Regions from separate parts of the Sus scrofa genome. Here regions 1 and 2 are each linked to region 3. The links are chromatin contacts, called in public Hi-C and HiChIP or PLAC-seq maps. All regions are on one chromosome and are shown on one strand. Each heading gives the region's core, a stretch centred on a gene start, on an enhancer-like site or on the middle of the called end of the contact. The rest is flanking DNA. Distances are from core to core; before and after follow the strand shown. Region 1 overlaps ATP2B4 (plasma membrane calcium-transporting ATPase 4). Region 2 overlaps ATP2B4 (plasma membrane calcium-transporting ATPase 4). Region 3 has its middle 36 kb from the start of BTG2.

Region 1 (4,430 bases), core at 1,246-3,745, 360 kb before region 3:
ACCACTGAGCCACAACGGGAACTCCTGTCACTGGCAATTTTAATTATAGCTTCACTTTATCACTATAGGTTAGATGCTTTTATCTTTATTTTCTTTGTAATCAAGATTTAAATTTAGCACCATATTTACAGTTTTCTTTGCTCATCATTCCTTCTCCAATCTTCCTTTTGAGTAACTTTTCTTCTTAAACTATTTCCCTTAGAAATTGCTTTTGTGGAAAGCCTTCTGGTAGAAATCTGTTTTGGTTTGTCTACAAAGGACCTTATTTTGCCCTCATTCTCAGAAAATTTTCACTGATGACAGAATTCTGTTAGTAGGTATCTGCTTCAGCACATTGAAGTATTATTCCACTATCTTCTGGCTTTTATTGTTGAGGTTGAGAAGTCTGTTGCCAGTCTTAATTGTCATTTCCTTGAATGTTTATCTTTGGGGTTACTTTAAAATTATTTATCTCTGATGATTTGTAGTTTCATTATTGTATGTCTAATGGCGAATTTTATTTATCTCCCTTGGAATTCATTAGGCCTCACAAATATAATGATTATACTTTATCAATTCCTGGCTACTGCTTTTTTAAACACTGTTGTACTCCTTTTCTATTATCTCCTTCTGGAGCATTAATTAACTGTATTTTTTTAGTCTCTTCCCAAGGTGGGCAAACTACATAACCTGGGCCAAATCTGGCCTGCTGCCTGTTTTTGTAAATACAGTTTTATGGGCACACAGACATATCCATTCATTTATATATGGTTTGTGGCTGCTTTCATGTTCTAACATCAGAGTCAAGTAGTTATGACAAAGACCATCTGGGCCACAAAGCCTGCAATATTTACTATCTGGCCCTTTATAGAAAATTTGTCCATCTCTGCTCTACTTTCTATGCCTCAATAACTTTTTCCATCTTTACCTCCTCCACCTTCCGTTGTCTATATAGATTCCTCAGAAATATCTTACAACTCCTGATTTTATCTTTAGCTATAAACTATTATTTTAACCTAATCATGAAAATTTTAATTCCCTTTATTTTTTTTCTTTTTTCATTTTTAGAATTTCTCTTTGGATATCTTCTTGGTCAGTCGAGTTTCCTGTCCCTGCACCATTCTTTCAATACCCTCCTATTTCTTTTAATATATTAAATATATTTAAAATTTTTCTATATCCAATTGACTCCAATGTCTGCAATTTTTGAATCTCATCTGTGAAGTATTATTTCTGCTGTTCAACTTCATTGGTAATCAGAGAAATGCAAATCAAGACCACTACAAGATACTATTTATAGCATTCAGTTGGCAAAAGTTTTAAAGTCTGATGATACCAGGTACTTGAGAGGACATGGACCAACAGCATCTCATACACTTTGCTGGTAGGGGCAAAACCATTAAAAACATATCAAGAAACAATCTGTAATTATTTTGTAAAACTGAATATTCCCATACCAAGATCTAGCAATTCGCTTCTGAGATCTACACCTAAGAGAGACTTGCACAGGAAACATGAATAGGAAAGTTTGTGGCAGTACTGTTCATTATGGCGAAAAGGGGTGATAGCTTCACTAATAGAATATAACAGTGAAAATGAATGAACTACAGCTATACTCAACAGGGACAAATCTTAGTGTTATAATATTGAAAGAAAACAAGCAAGTCTAGAAGACTGTACACAGTATAAATTTTTAATAATTTAATAAAGACTATAAAGTAAGATTAAATAATATATTTGTTTAGGCATACATATGTTTATCAAAACAGTCGTAACCAGATAGTGGTTGGGTTGGGTGAAGAGGTGGGGGATAGGATAGAAAAGGCTTAGAGATGAATGCAAAATACGGTAGATCTCATTTTTTGATTGGGTGGTGAGTTCAGGAGTCTTGAACAGGTTATTAAAATACATAAATAAGCTATATAAATTAGCAGCAAAAGAGAGGTTTCTTCATAAACCAGTGAAGAAAATGTACCATGAACTATCCTTTTTTTGTGCACCTGAGAAATCAAAGCAAGAAAAAGAGAGTGCTAGGGATGAAAGAAGAGAAAAATAGGTTTCTACTATTTCTGCCAGCAACATTTTTTCAATTCTCATGATCAAAGACAGTCATGGAACTACCAAAAGTTAGCAAGACTCTCTTTTAGATGAGAACTTCTGTTGTCAATTTCATGGTCTAAAATTGTCATGTTACAACCTAGTCAATACGTGCATTTGACCATATTAAATGCTAATATATCAAATACCTTAGAGGGTCTGATCTGGGGGGTGAGAGGGCGGGGAGAAGTGAAAGTAAAGGGAAGCAGGGCAGGGGGGTTGATCTGCATTGTTCTTCTGGAGACCAGAGAGCCAGAAGGCAGGAGGGGCACAGAAGGAAGGTGGGAGGGAGAAGATGCTGGGATGAGTCCCAGGCTTTGGGTGGGGAGAAGCATTTCATTTCACCATGGAGGGAGGCTCTCAGCAAATGGGGCACGGGCCCAAGCGCCAGTCTCCTTTTGGATCCAAAGTAAAACAGGTCGAGGAGAACCCCAACCCCTTCCCGCTGAGACTTCCTGGATCCACTCGTTGCCACCAACCGCGCCCTGACAGGGAGCTCCAGGCAGTGGGCTCAGGAGGCGGGCGACCAGCTGCCCAGCCCCCTCCCAATGCCGCGCGGGCCTCTGCTCGGTGAGCAGGCGGGCGGAGCCCGGGGGTGGCAGCTGGGCCGCGCACCGTGGCCTCCCCTTCCGCTCGCCTGGCTGCCCGGCTCCGCACCCTCGCCCTCGCCCCGGGCCGGCCGGGTTCCGACGTGTCGGCACAGCTCGGCTCCCAGCGCGTCCCAGTCCCGGCCCCGGCCGGGAAGAGCTGGGGCGGCAAAAGCCTTGGCCTTTCTAAGTCTGGCTCCGCACGAAAGCCTGGGAGAAGGCGGGCGGCTCCACCCCACAGCCCGCGATTGCTCAGAATGGGCAGTGACTCACCGCGCCGGCAGGCCCGGCAGTCCCCAGTCCTCCCCCAGGACCCTCGTCCTCCCCGCGCCACACCCCGGGAAGGAATCTCCACCCTTCAGCCTTGGGAGGCCTCGGGAGCCCTTCCAGCTGTCACCCCGCCCTTCACCTGCCCTCCCTACACACTCCGAGAGCTCATCTCTGTGGCTGCAACTCACAGCCGGCCGCTCCACACAGGTTTCCTCGTAGAGCGCTGTCCTGAGTCTCCACCGATGGGCGGATGGGCGCAGGGCCGAGCTAGCTCCCTACTGTGCCCAGCGCGCCCACTTCACGAATGCGGATTATCAGTGGATGCATGATGTCGGAGGCATGGCAAAAACTGGGGTGATTCTGAGAGGATAGCATGAAAGACCCCTCACAGAAGGTCGTGGCAAATCTGAGAGGCTTTGGCACAGGACATTACAGTATAAACAGAGCCAACCATGTCATTAGTCCTCACTCAGCAGCACTGGGATGAGGGAGAAGTAAATTGGAGGGCACCCCATCGACCTGAGCTCTGGAGTAGAGAGTGTGACCTGGTCAGGGTACAAGTGGAGACCATGTGGATTCCTGCGACTTAATTTTTCTGGTGTGTAAAATTAAGGGGGTTGAATTACTGCCCCTACCATTCTGACAGAATAGGATTGATTCTAGGACTTTTTAGTCTGATCAAACACCGGCTCATCTCAACATCTTCAGGAACACCTCTGAGCTGTAACAGCGTCCTTGCGCACAAGTATAGTGCTTTTAACTTCTCTGAACACTTCCATTTAGATTCCACATCCTCCCCCTAGACTATCTGTTAACAATCCTCATGGTTAGAAACACATAACCGATGAGGAAACAGGTTCAGAGGTTAAGGGTCTTGCTCAAGGTCATGCTGCTATAGCCAGTAGCACAGTCAAGAGCAGAAAACTCAGTTAAAAGGCTCATTTTAATGCTGCGAGAGCCCCAACCCTTTCACCCACTTTGAGAAAGTCACTCACTTTCTGGGACTCACCCTCCATCTACAGCATGGTGAGAACTCACCCTACCCAAGAAAGAGGGCTCAGATTTTAGATGAGCTGGAGAAAGGGCCTTCCAAACCTCAGAGGAGTCAGGAAGAAGGGCTTTGTAAGTCATAATCTATATATTTATGGAGTTCCCATTGTGGCTCAGTGGTGAACGAACCCGACTAGTAACCATGAGGTTTCGGGTTCAATCCCTGGCCTCGATCAGTGGGTTAAGGATCCAGGCGTTGCCGTGAGCTGTGGTGTAGGTCGCAGGCACAACTCAGATCTAGCGTTGCTGTGGCTGTGGCTGTGGCCAGCAGCTGTAGCTCCAATTCGACCCCTAGCCTGGGAACCTCCATATGCCGTGGGTGTGGTCCTAGAAAAGACCAAAAAAAAAAAAGAAGAAAACCAACCAACCAAAAATATTAAAAAAAATTAATAATCTATATTTGTAGGTGTTCTGTGTTGTACAAAGTACTTTCACATCCATTATGCC
Region 2 (4,615 bases), core at 604-3,103, 390 kb before region 3:
AGGAATAGCCTCTGTTTAAGGTCAATACTATTGTGAAAGTGGCAGAATAAAGAAATCTAGCAGACAAGGAGGTCGCATTATCCCAAGGGCAGTCATTAGATACTGAACAGAAGGAAAAGACTGAACCATATGAAATCAACCAAGCACTGCCCTCTTAACCGAAATCTTTTTGACATCAACAGGTGAATGGAGACAACGGACAGTGGTTGCAGTTAAGATGTTCAGCAACCTCTCCAGGTACAATAACATACTCCATAGACACGCATATTCTGGCAAGTATCTTCAGACACCTGGACTCTATTTTAATATAAGACAACTAATTTACTAAACACCCACTGAGCATTGTACATAGAATATTATTTACTTCCAGTAACTCCATAGGCTAGATATTAGTATCATTTTCAAAGAAGAAAATGATGTTTACTCAGAGAGGGTGAGCAAACTGCACAATGCTATTCAGCTAGTAAATGGTAGGGCTAGCAGTATTTGAATTCAAAGCCTTCGAGATAAGAAACTAAATTCTAGAAGTACAGAGAACATACAGGGCAGCTATCTCTGATTGCAAAGAAAACAAGACATGGGCAGTATACGGATACCTATATAAAAAAATCTCTCTGTCCCTTTTATTAATCCTAAAGAGTCTGGACGCCAAGTCACTAACTTATAGCATTGGCCAAGATTTCTTAGAATTGGCACGAAATATGATATGCCAAGGAAGGGTCAGAAACGGTATACCTCAAGAGGCTGAAGGCATATAAAGGACAAGATCTTTGTTCTGTCTCAGCCTACTCAACCATGACCTGCCTGACTCAATAGGACCTGTAACAGAGATGCTGAAAGCAGGCAAAAGTGAGCAAGTAAGATTCCGTTTGTTCTTTCTCTATTTTGATGAGGCAAAACTGGGCTGAGACAGGTAAGCATGAAACTGGATTTTTCATTCTAAGACCAAAGAAGAACTACATTAAAAATGCATCAGATAGGGTTGAAAAAGTCATCAATAATTCTCTGACAGAAAACAGAGGTAATAATCCAAAGATATAGTGGGTATAACTCTATACCTTATGATTTACCATCCTGTTTGTAATTGGGTACCATAGGGAAATGCTACATTGGGTAGAGGGACTTACCCACTTTTTTTCTTATTACACTGCAAGATCAGTGTGCGGGAAGAGTTATATCTTCAAGCCTTTGCAATCTGACTGCTACAGAATAATGGACTTGATGATGATTTACTGGTAAAAGCACCTCTAATGTAAACATTTATTAAATATTCTCCCTCTATACATAACTACAGAAAAAAGAAGAAATAATGATCTTTGGAGAATACCCCAGTCCCTAAACATCATCTCTGGGAGGAAATGATATTTCTCTTCCATAGCCTCACCTCCTCTCTGTGTTTGAGACACCGTACTGTGCCCACCAGCAAAGTTTCCAGAAATATGCCTTCTCTAGAAGCTGGGAGAAGGATATATTTTAATACTAGCCACCTTTCTCCAATTCCCACGCCTGATATGGCCTTTACCTTCCACAGGGTTGGTTTTCAGTCTACTGCAGAGATTCACTACTCCTCCATAGTGGACATTGATCTGGTTTATTGCATCAGTTGAACGCAGCTCCATGAGCTTCCTCAGGTCCATTACTGTGCAGCCAAATTCCCCTTCTTGGGTCTCAACTATCGAGTTGGCCGGCAAGGAGTGTTCTGTTGGGTTCGTCATTTTGCCTGTTGTTACCAAGCCCCTCGACCAGAGGAAATGTGAATTTTCCCTTCCAGAGACCAGAGTCTCTTGCTTCTCTGCCTCACTTCTTTTTACGTCGTGCTTCTCTGGGAGCCTGGTTGGGAAATAGATCGTCTGTGTCTTGTGCAATAAGCTTCAGAGCAGCAGTCTCTGGCCCAGATCTTTTTTTTTGTATATGAAGCTTGGCAGCAGGAGGAGGAAGAGGATGGGGGGACTGAGTGGAAGGCGGACCACGTGTCACGATGATTGGTGTCCCCAGGTGGTGATGGAAGTGATTGTCCAGGGTAGGTAGGTTCCTAGCTTAGACCAACTTGCCCGGATGGAGGTGTAAACAGGATGTGCATGTTACCATGGAGGCAACCTTAGCAACAACCAGCAACTGCAGTGGTAGAGAGGCGGCAGGAGGAGGAGGAGGAAGAGGAGGGCTCCCTGGATACCAATGACAACTGGATCTCTGGAATAAAGATTCAAAGATAGACAAAAAGAAACAATTAGAGCAGCATGGGGACCAGCACCTGCAAGGGCAAGAGGTATTCATTCTAGCGCAAGGGTTTAGGTGACAGTTGATGTCTGAGTTGAACTGATAGCTGAAGCCTGAGCTGAGTGAACTGAGTTAGGAGAGGCCCCTTCTTCCCTGGGGGCCCCAGCAGCTTGTAAACTCCAATGTAGAGAAATAAATTCAGATACACCCCAGTCTTCCTCTCTCACCTCTTCTAAACCAGGCAGCACAAATCCCACAACCTCAGAGACTTGGAAATAAAAGGTTATGACCTCTAATGGCTCTGATGCTCTCCCTGTCTGTCTATCTTAGGGACCTGCAGCAGAATCTTTTAGTCTGATCTTACCTCTAAGGGGTGAGAAGAGGTCAGTAAAGGAGTCCAGACCAGAGTGAGCTGGAAGGTTGCCTGCCTGTCTGCCACCTTCCCCCATGCCCTGCACCCTCCCCTACTCCCAACACACGCATTTACAAAACAGGAAGACAGGCTGGTAGAAGATGCCCCAATCCTCTGCGGCCCCTCAGAATACTCAGCCTGATGCTGTATGGAAATTCTGCAGCAGGCCACAGCTGTCAAGATCAGGTGCTTAAGATCAGATCTCGGAGCTAAGCCCCACCTTCCTCCAAGAAGCTTTTTTGGGGGAAGTGGTGAGTAAAATGCTCTGGCAGGTGGTGATACAGGGTGGAAGGGGGCACAAAGGGGGACAGAGGACCTCTGAGGAGGAAAGATAGTGAGCTTGGGGCCTAGGAGTTAAGTTTCTCTGGGGTGGCAGCTATGGATTCAGAGAGCGCCTAGGCCATCACCAGGTCAGCAGGGGAGCAGTTAGCCTGTGTGTGAGTGACCCCAGAGGGTCTCAAATCAGCATTTCTCCTCTCAGGAAGGCATATGTTACCTCTCACGCATGCTGATGAGGGGTGCAGTGGCAGAGGATGTGTAGGTGAGAATATGAAGGTGAGAACAAGGCTTATCCTGAGGACTCTTCTCAGCTTCAGAGAGAGGCTGCCCTGCGTAATGCAGAGGCTACTGCCACACAGCAGCTATTTAAAGGTGGAAGGGCTCTTCCATGGTGTTCCCTGGTGGCCTAGTGGTTAAGGAGCCGGCATTGTCACTGCTGTGGCTTGGGTTTGATTTTTGGCCTGGGAACTTCCACATGCGTCGGGCATGACCCAAAAAAGAAAGAAAGAAAGGCGAAGGGGCTCTTCTTGAACACAGCACAGCCCTCTCCAATAAATAGATGAAATCCTGGGCGTTCCCATTGTGGCTCAGCGGAAAGGAATCTGAATAGTATCCATGAGGACGCAGGTTTGATTCCTGGCCTTGCTCAGTGGGTTAAGGATCCGGTGTTGCTGTGAGCTGTGGTGTAGGCCACAGACGTGGCTCGGATCTGGCATTGCTATGGCTGTGGTGTAGGTCAGCAGCTGTAGCTCCAATCCGAGCCTGGGAACCTCCATATGCTTTTAGGGTGCAACCCTAAAAGACAAAAAAAAAAAAAAAAAAAGATGAAATTCTTGCTCCTAGAAGGTGAACAAATAAGTACAAGGACCATCAGATAAGGACTTGACTCTTTCTCAATTACTTTTCTAAAAATCACATATGGCCAAAGTTCCTGCTGATTTGAATCAATCCTGTTCTTGGCAGGTTCCACGGGGATGGAGGTGGTTACACCCCTCCCTCTCCCAGTCTGCCGTGTGCCTCCTCATTCTACTAAAGATTATTAGAGCTACTCTGACTTAGGAAAGGTTATGCCAGCAGGGTTTTGTTTTGTTGTTGTTGCTATTGTTTCTTATTTTTTATTTATTTATTTTGGCTGCGGCGTGCAGTGGCTTGATGTGAGATTTCGGTTCCCAGACCAAGGGATTGAACACAGGCCACTGCGGTGAAAGCACTGAATCCTAAACACTAGACCACCAAGGAACTCCCAGTTGCTAGTATTTTTCAAACATCATACTCTGTTTCTCTTTAGATGTCAGAGAACCTTGCAGAACAAGAGGTCAGGAAAGAAGCTGAGGCAGAGTGTCAAACTCCCTGCAATCATACTGGCATAAGGACAGGCTATACCACAGACCTTTCTCTCCCATTCAGCTTCTTCTCCAAACCTGGAAGCAGTGGGAAGGGCTATAGCAGCAAGAAGCCTGTTTGATCCTCAAGTAGAACTTAACCTTTCAGGCATGTTGAGGAGCTCCTGTCGTGGCACAGCGGAAACAATCCAACTAGGAACCATGAGGTTGTGGGTTAGATCCCTGCCCTCGTTCAGTGGGTTAAGGATCTGGTGTTGCCGTGAGCTGTGGTGTAGGTCACAGATGCGGCTGGATCCTGTGTTGCTGTGGCTGTGGTGTAGGCTGGCAGCTGTAGCGCTGATTGGACCCCTAGCCTGGGAATCTC
Region 3 (4,696 bases), core at 1,465-3,964:
CACAGCAACTCAGGATCTGAGCCGTGTCTTCAAACGACACTACAGCTCATGGCAATGCCAGATCCTTAACCCACTGAGTGAGGCCAGGGATCGAACCTGAGTCCTCATGGATACTCATCTGGTTGGTTTCCATTGAGCTACAATGGGAACCCCCCGGTTACCATTTATTAAGCTCCCCCACATGCCCAGCAAGGTGTCAGGTACATTGCAACTCTCATCTCCCCAACCACTCTACGGGTGACAGGTAAGGGAACTGGGATCCCACAAGGGGAAGCTCCCATACTGTCGTCAACCAGGGCTCAGGCTTGGAAGCCTGTGTTCTTGGTTAACAACGCTGTAAGGGAGGGAGTAGGATTGAGGGAAGTGAAGTGTCTTCACATCTCCTTGAGGAATAGAGAATATCATCCATCAAGGGCAGGAGCATCCTCAGGAGAAGAATGTCACAGGATAAAGCTGTAGCCAGCGCATTATTCAGGCTCCTGACTGTCTGGAGAGACACTGTGTAAAAGAAAGGATCAGGGAGAGCGAGAATTTGAGTGGATCCAGGGCTGACGGGGTGAGGATGATCTGCTTCTAGAGAGCAACTAACTCTTGTACAGACTCCTTCTGCAGGGATAGGGAAGTCGCCCAACCACCCCGAATGACAATGTATAAATAGCATTTAATTTGTATCGTCATATACGTTATCATCTCTTTTGCTCCTCCCAGCAGTTCTGGGTTGTTCTCTGATTATCTCCATCTTGAAGATGAACGAGCTGAAGCTTAAGTAACCTGCCAAGGTCACACTGTCAGAGACGGGTAGAGCTGAGATCTGCACCCAGGGTGCTCCAGAGTCACCTTTCCTGATTCTTCCCAGGATGTCAAGCGTCTCTGTCACCTGGTCTGATGGATTGAGAAGTCCTTCAGGATGGCTGGCTCCCTTTGCACCCTTGCTCTGCATTTGCGGACATCACCAGGAGGGAATTGGTGGCTCCAGCAAATTCCTGACACCAGCCTTAATGACAAACCCACTCTCCCTGTAAACAAACACGGTAGTTTTCTGTTTGCCCATCCACCTCCTGTGTGGTTGGCATGAGCTGGGCCTCCAGATATTAAGCAACTCTGAATGACCTAAAAACGAAATCAAGTTGTAGACCTGTCAAGCTAAGACAGGCCCTGTTGTTTTCTCCAAGGTTTCGCCTCTGGGAATTGGGGTGGTGGTGGGGCACAGACTACCCAAAGAACAAGTTAAGACTTGGAACATGGAATCAGAGCTACTTGCTGTGTGTCCTGAGATAAGTTCCTTAACTTCTCTGAACTTCATCTTCCGATTTACCTCACAGAATAAAGGTAGGTGAAATAACTTGGTGAACTAAAGTGCTTTGTGATCTTCTCTGCTGCATCATTGGCAACTGTGTGTGCCTGCCTGGCCAGTGGCCCCTTCAGAGGTGCGGTGGGGCCTTGCTCCTGTCATCTACCTAGAAAATTCTTCTGCCTTTTTATGACTCCGAGTGAGTGTCTTTTCCTTCAGGCTCTGGGAGGCAGGTTCTGTCCCCTCTCCCCAGTAGGAGGATCTTCAGGGCTTGTCACTCTGTGGAGATGGTCCAGCATTCATGCTCCTCTGTAAGCTCCTTATTTGTACCCTTAACTTTGGAAGGAGGGGTTCATGGTGATCCTTTTGTAAGTGTTTAAAAGGGGCTACCCTGGGCAGTCAGGAAGCCGGAAGAGAGCTGCTGAAGGGGCAGTGGGAAGGGACTTAGCAATTTGTCTACTTTGCGGTTTGAATTCACCTTCTCTGCACTGTGTGGCCACAGGCCCTTCTGGACACAGCCTGATTCCTTGGTGGAATATCATTCTGCAAGCTGTTCTTGCCTGTGGTTTCCAGAGGGGAGAATGGCATCTCCCTCTCAGGCCAGAGAGGCCCTGTCCCCATCAAATGCCCACTTGCAGGTTCATTCCTGAGGCTCAGCAGGTGACAGAGGCCAGGCTGGCTGCCCTGAATTGAGCAATCACTTGCCTCTGGGTGAGACAGTGATCTAGCTGAGCTTTTTGTTTTGCGTTTCGTTTTGTTTTGTTTTGCCTTCTTGTCCAAGAACCTAAGGGCTGTTTTGCAACCCCTTGGCTCCTTTCCTTTGGCCAGAGAAGCAAGGGAGGCTTCCTCCATCCTGGCCCATGCTGACCTGGAGAGCAGGAAAGAGCAGCGGGTGGGGGGTTGCTTCAGAGGTCAGGGGCTGGGCCACGTCCAGGGACTGTCTCCTGAGGCGGCCCAAGTGGATCCTACCTCTTGCAGGATCTGCAAGAATGACTCCTTTCTGGGCAGAGCAAGGAGGTGAGTGGTTCTGGACTCGTCTGCAGCACCAGCAGCATCTTCTCCAAGCATAGAAAATGTCTGGCCTGGCCACTGCTTGTGGCCCAGGACCTGAGATGATCGGAGAAGCCCCCTCCCACCACTCAGAACAAAGCCTGGAGGCACCCAGGCAGTCCCCCAGACTGCCACTCACAGGCTTCCCTGCGCTCAAGTACTTCCAAACATACATGCCCGGGGGAAGTCAGATGGTGAGAAACAAACAACAATCAACCATAGAGACTTCTGGGGACCAGATGTTTTTTTCTGGGCTGCCTAGGACTTACCTTCTCTGGAGCAACACCTGCTGAGAGCCAACTTTTCTCAACCCCTGGCCAGGCCACTTCCAGCCAGGGCAGCTCAAGGACCAAAACAGAGGCCTGGCTCCCCCTGCTGATCAGCCTAGGCACCCACATCAGGTTTGGTGACAGCAAATATCACCTCTGGATCCTATCACCTGTACAGAGACCAATAAGAACAATTCACGTCTTCCCCCTTCTCCTTGTCTTCCAGGGAATTAGAATAATTTGGAATTTGGAATTAGAATTTGGGAGTTCATTCTCCCAAAGTCAGGATTCACCTCCCTATAGCGTGGAAGGAAAAATGAGGCTCAGAGAGATTAAGTGACCCTCCCAGGATCACACAGCAATTTGGGGCCAGCCCTGGGGTTGGCCTCCTCCACTGTAGATCAGTGAGGAGGCAGACAGGGAGGCCCCTCAGACTCTGTGGTAGGAACAGTCCTCAGGTTGCTTTGGGTGACCCAGGCAGTACCCATCCTGTGGAATAAGTGCCTAGTCGGTTGGGGGTCCTGGTGTAGGAACCAGGGGCCCAGGAGAAGGGACCTGCAACACCCTCACTGGGAACTTTTACTTATGAGGGAGACAGGACAGGTGGGTCTACCAAGAAGTCACATCCCGCCCCAAACGTGGAGCGGCGCTGAATTTACACAATGGTGGCTGGGGCACTTCTGATGCTACAGCCGAGCATTTTTTGGCAGGGAGTGGGTGCCAAGCCTAGGTCATTGCCTCCTCATAGGGAGTCCCCTGTGTCACTCTCCTCCATACTCAGCATTGCCAGGATTCTAAGAGACACTTTTGTGTCCTTCTGGTAGGGGCCACTCCTTTTTTCGTTTTTGCTTTTTCCTTTAAGGGCCACACTCTCGGCCCATGGAGGTTCCCAGGCTAGGGGTCAAATGAGAGCTATAGTCACTGGCTTACGCCACCAGCCACAGCAACATGGGATCCAAGCTGCATCTGCGACCTACACCATAGCTCATAGCAACACCAGATCCTTAACCCACTGAGCGAGGCCAGGTATTGAATCTGCTTCCTCATGGATCCTAGTCAGATTCATTAACAGCTGGGCCATGAAGGGAACTAACTCCTAGGGGCCCCACTTTTTGAGGCAGGGTCCATGTCCTGCTTTTCTTGGGTTGGGGCCACCTTGGCCTCTGTTATTTTGAGTACCCCTGGACTCCAGGCTGGGATCAGTCCTCATGACTGACTGTGGTCACAAAGCATCTTTCCCCTTTCAGGATTCTTGACCAGAGACAAGGGGTTCTCCCCACTCCTCTCTGGTCCTGGCTCTCTGCCCTTGAGGTTAGGGTGACCCAAGAATGAGTTCCAAGCCAGTCCCATGCTATTAGTTGAAGCAGCTCTCCAGCTTCCAGGCATCTTGCTAGTGGAGGTCACTCCTGGAGTCAATGGCCTGCATCCCCCAAACTCATCTCCTCACCTACAAAGGGGCTTCCTTCATGGTGCCCCCTCCTTGCCAATTCCCCTGTGTGCCCAAGCGCCTAGGCAACAGATTCCATCACTAGGTGGTGGGTAAGCCCTATTTACTTACATGATGATTACAGGGCAAGGATTTAGAACCAGATGGACCAGGATCTGAATCCCAGGTCAACCAGTTACTCTCAGACGATCTGCATACTCTCTCAACCTCGGTTTCCAAATGTGTCCATCTGTATAAGAGTTCATATTGCATGGGGTTGTGCGGGAATGAAAGGGGGTGGTGCAGTGATTCCCGGGGACATGCATGCTGGGCCAAGGACAAGTGAAGGTGAAGGATAAACATGGTATATCTTGCTGAAGTGTTAATTTTACTAGGAGTATTTAGGGAAATATGTTTTGAAGTAAAGTAATAAAATGTAAAATTTCAACAAATTTTAAAAAAGAAAGAGAAGACTGAAAGGAGTTTTTATTCAGTTTTTATTCATGGTTATTGCTTTGGGTTATACTCTAAACTTGGGAGTCTGGGGTTATCTGGTTAAAGGTCACTCTCTCTGCCTTACAGAGTCTTTTGCTAGAAGAGTCTGAAACTGATGTGTGTGAGGAGTTGGTTCCTGCCCAGCAAACCCTCTTCAGTGGAGCT

What was found. A called contact is a pair of places that touch in the nucleus more often than the background predicts. HiChIP or PLAC-seq counts read pairs in DNA pulled down with a chosen protein or histone mark.
Region 1: a Hi-C map of skeletal muscle shows a contact between it and region 3, with 2.3 times the contacts expected there. The contact joins two enhancer-like sites. A contact is called at or near these places in 2 of 47 Hi-C or Micro-C datasets (liver and skeletal muscle) and 2 of 2 datasets of contacts at active chromatin or transcription factors (alveolar macrophages and skeletal muscle).
Region 2: an H3K27ac HiChIP or PLAC-seq map of alveolar macrophages shows a contact between it and region 3. The contact joins two enhancer-like sites. A contact is called at or near these places in 2 of 47 Hi-C or Micro-C datasets (embryonic fibroblasts and epiblast stem cells) and 1 of 2 datasets of contacts at active chromatin or transcription factors (alveolar macrophages).

Annotation. Positions count from the first base shown.
Region 1 is chr9:64,357,571-64,362,000 of Sscrofa11.1, reverse strand. The region is part of intron 1 of ATP2B4 (plasma membrane calcium-transporting ATPase 4); the gene reads right to left. Among named protein-coding and RNA genes, the nearest start is that of ATP2B4, 23 kb to the right of the region's middle. Within about 2 kb of position 2,495, at least 70 of the 83 cell types and tissues checked have an H3K27ac peak or open chromatin away from gene starts, as enhancers often do. A contact at or near this core is called in alveolar macrophages, liver and skeletal muscle, where this site is marked.
Region 2 is chr9:64,385,464-64,390,078 of Sscrofa11.1, reverse strand. It overlaps ATP2B4 (plasma membrane calcium-transporting ATPase 4), which reads right to left. Exons shown (of 21, transcript XM_021063194.1): 2 at 1,523-2,190. The coding sequence starts at 1,715. Among named protein-coding and RNA genes, the nearest start is that of ATP2B4, 51 kb to the right of the region's middle. Within about 2 kb of position 1,853, at least 5 of the 83 cell types and tissues checked have an H3K27ac peak or open chromatin away from gene starts, as enhancers often do. A contact at or near this core is called in alveolar macrophages, where this site is marked.
Region 3 is chr9:63,995,364-64,000,059 of Sscrofa11.1, reverse strand. No RefSeq gene overlaps it. Among named protein-coding and RNA genes, the nearest start is that of BTG2, 36 kb to the left of the region's middle. Within about 2 kb of position 2,714, at least 36 of the 83 cell types and tissues checked have an H3K27ac peak or open chromatin away from gene starts, as enhancers often do. A contact at or near this core is called in alveolar macrophages, liver and skeletal muscle, where this site is marked.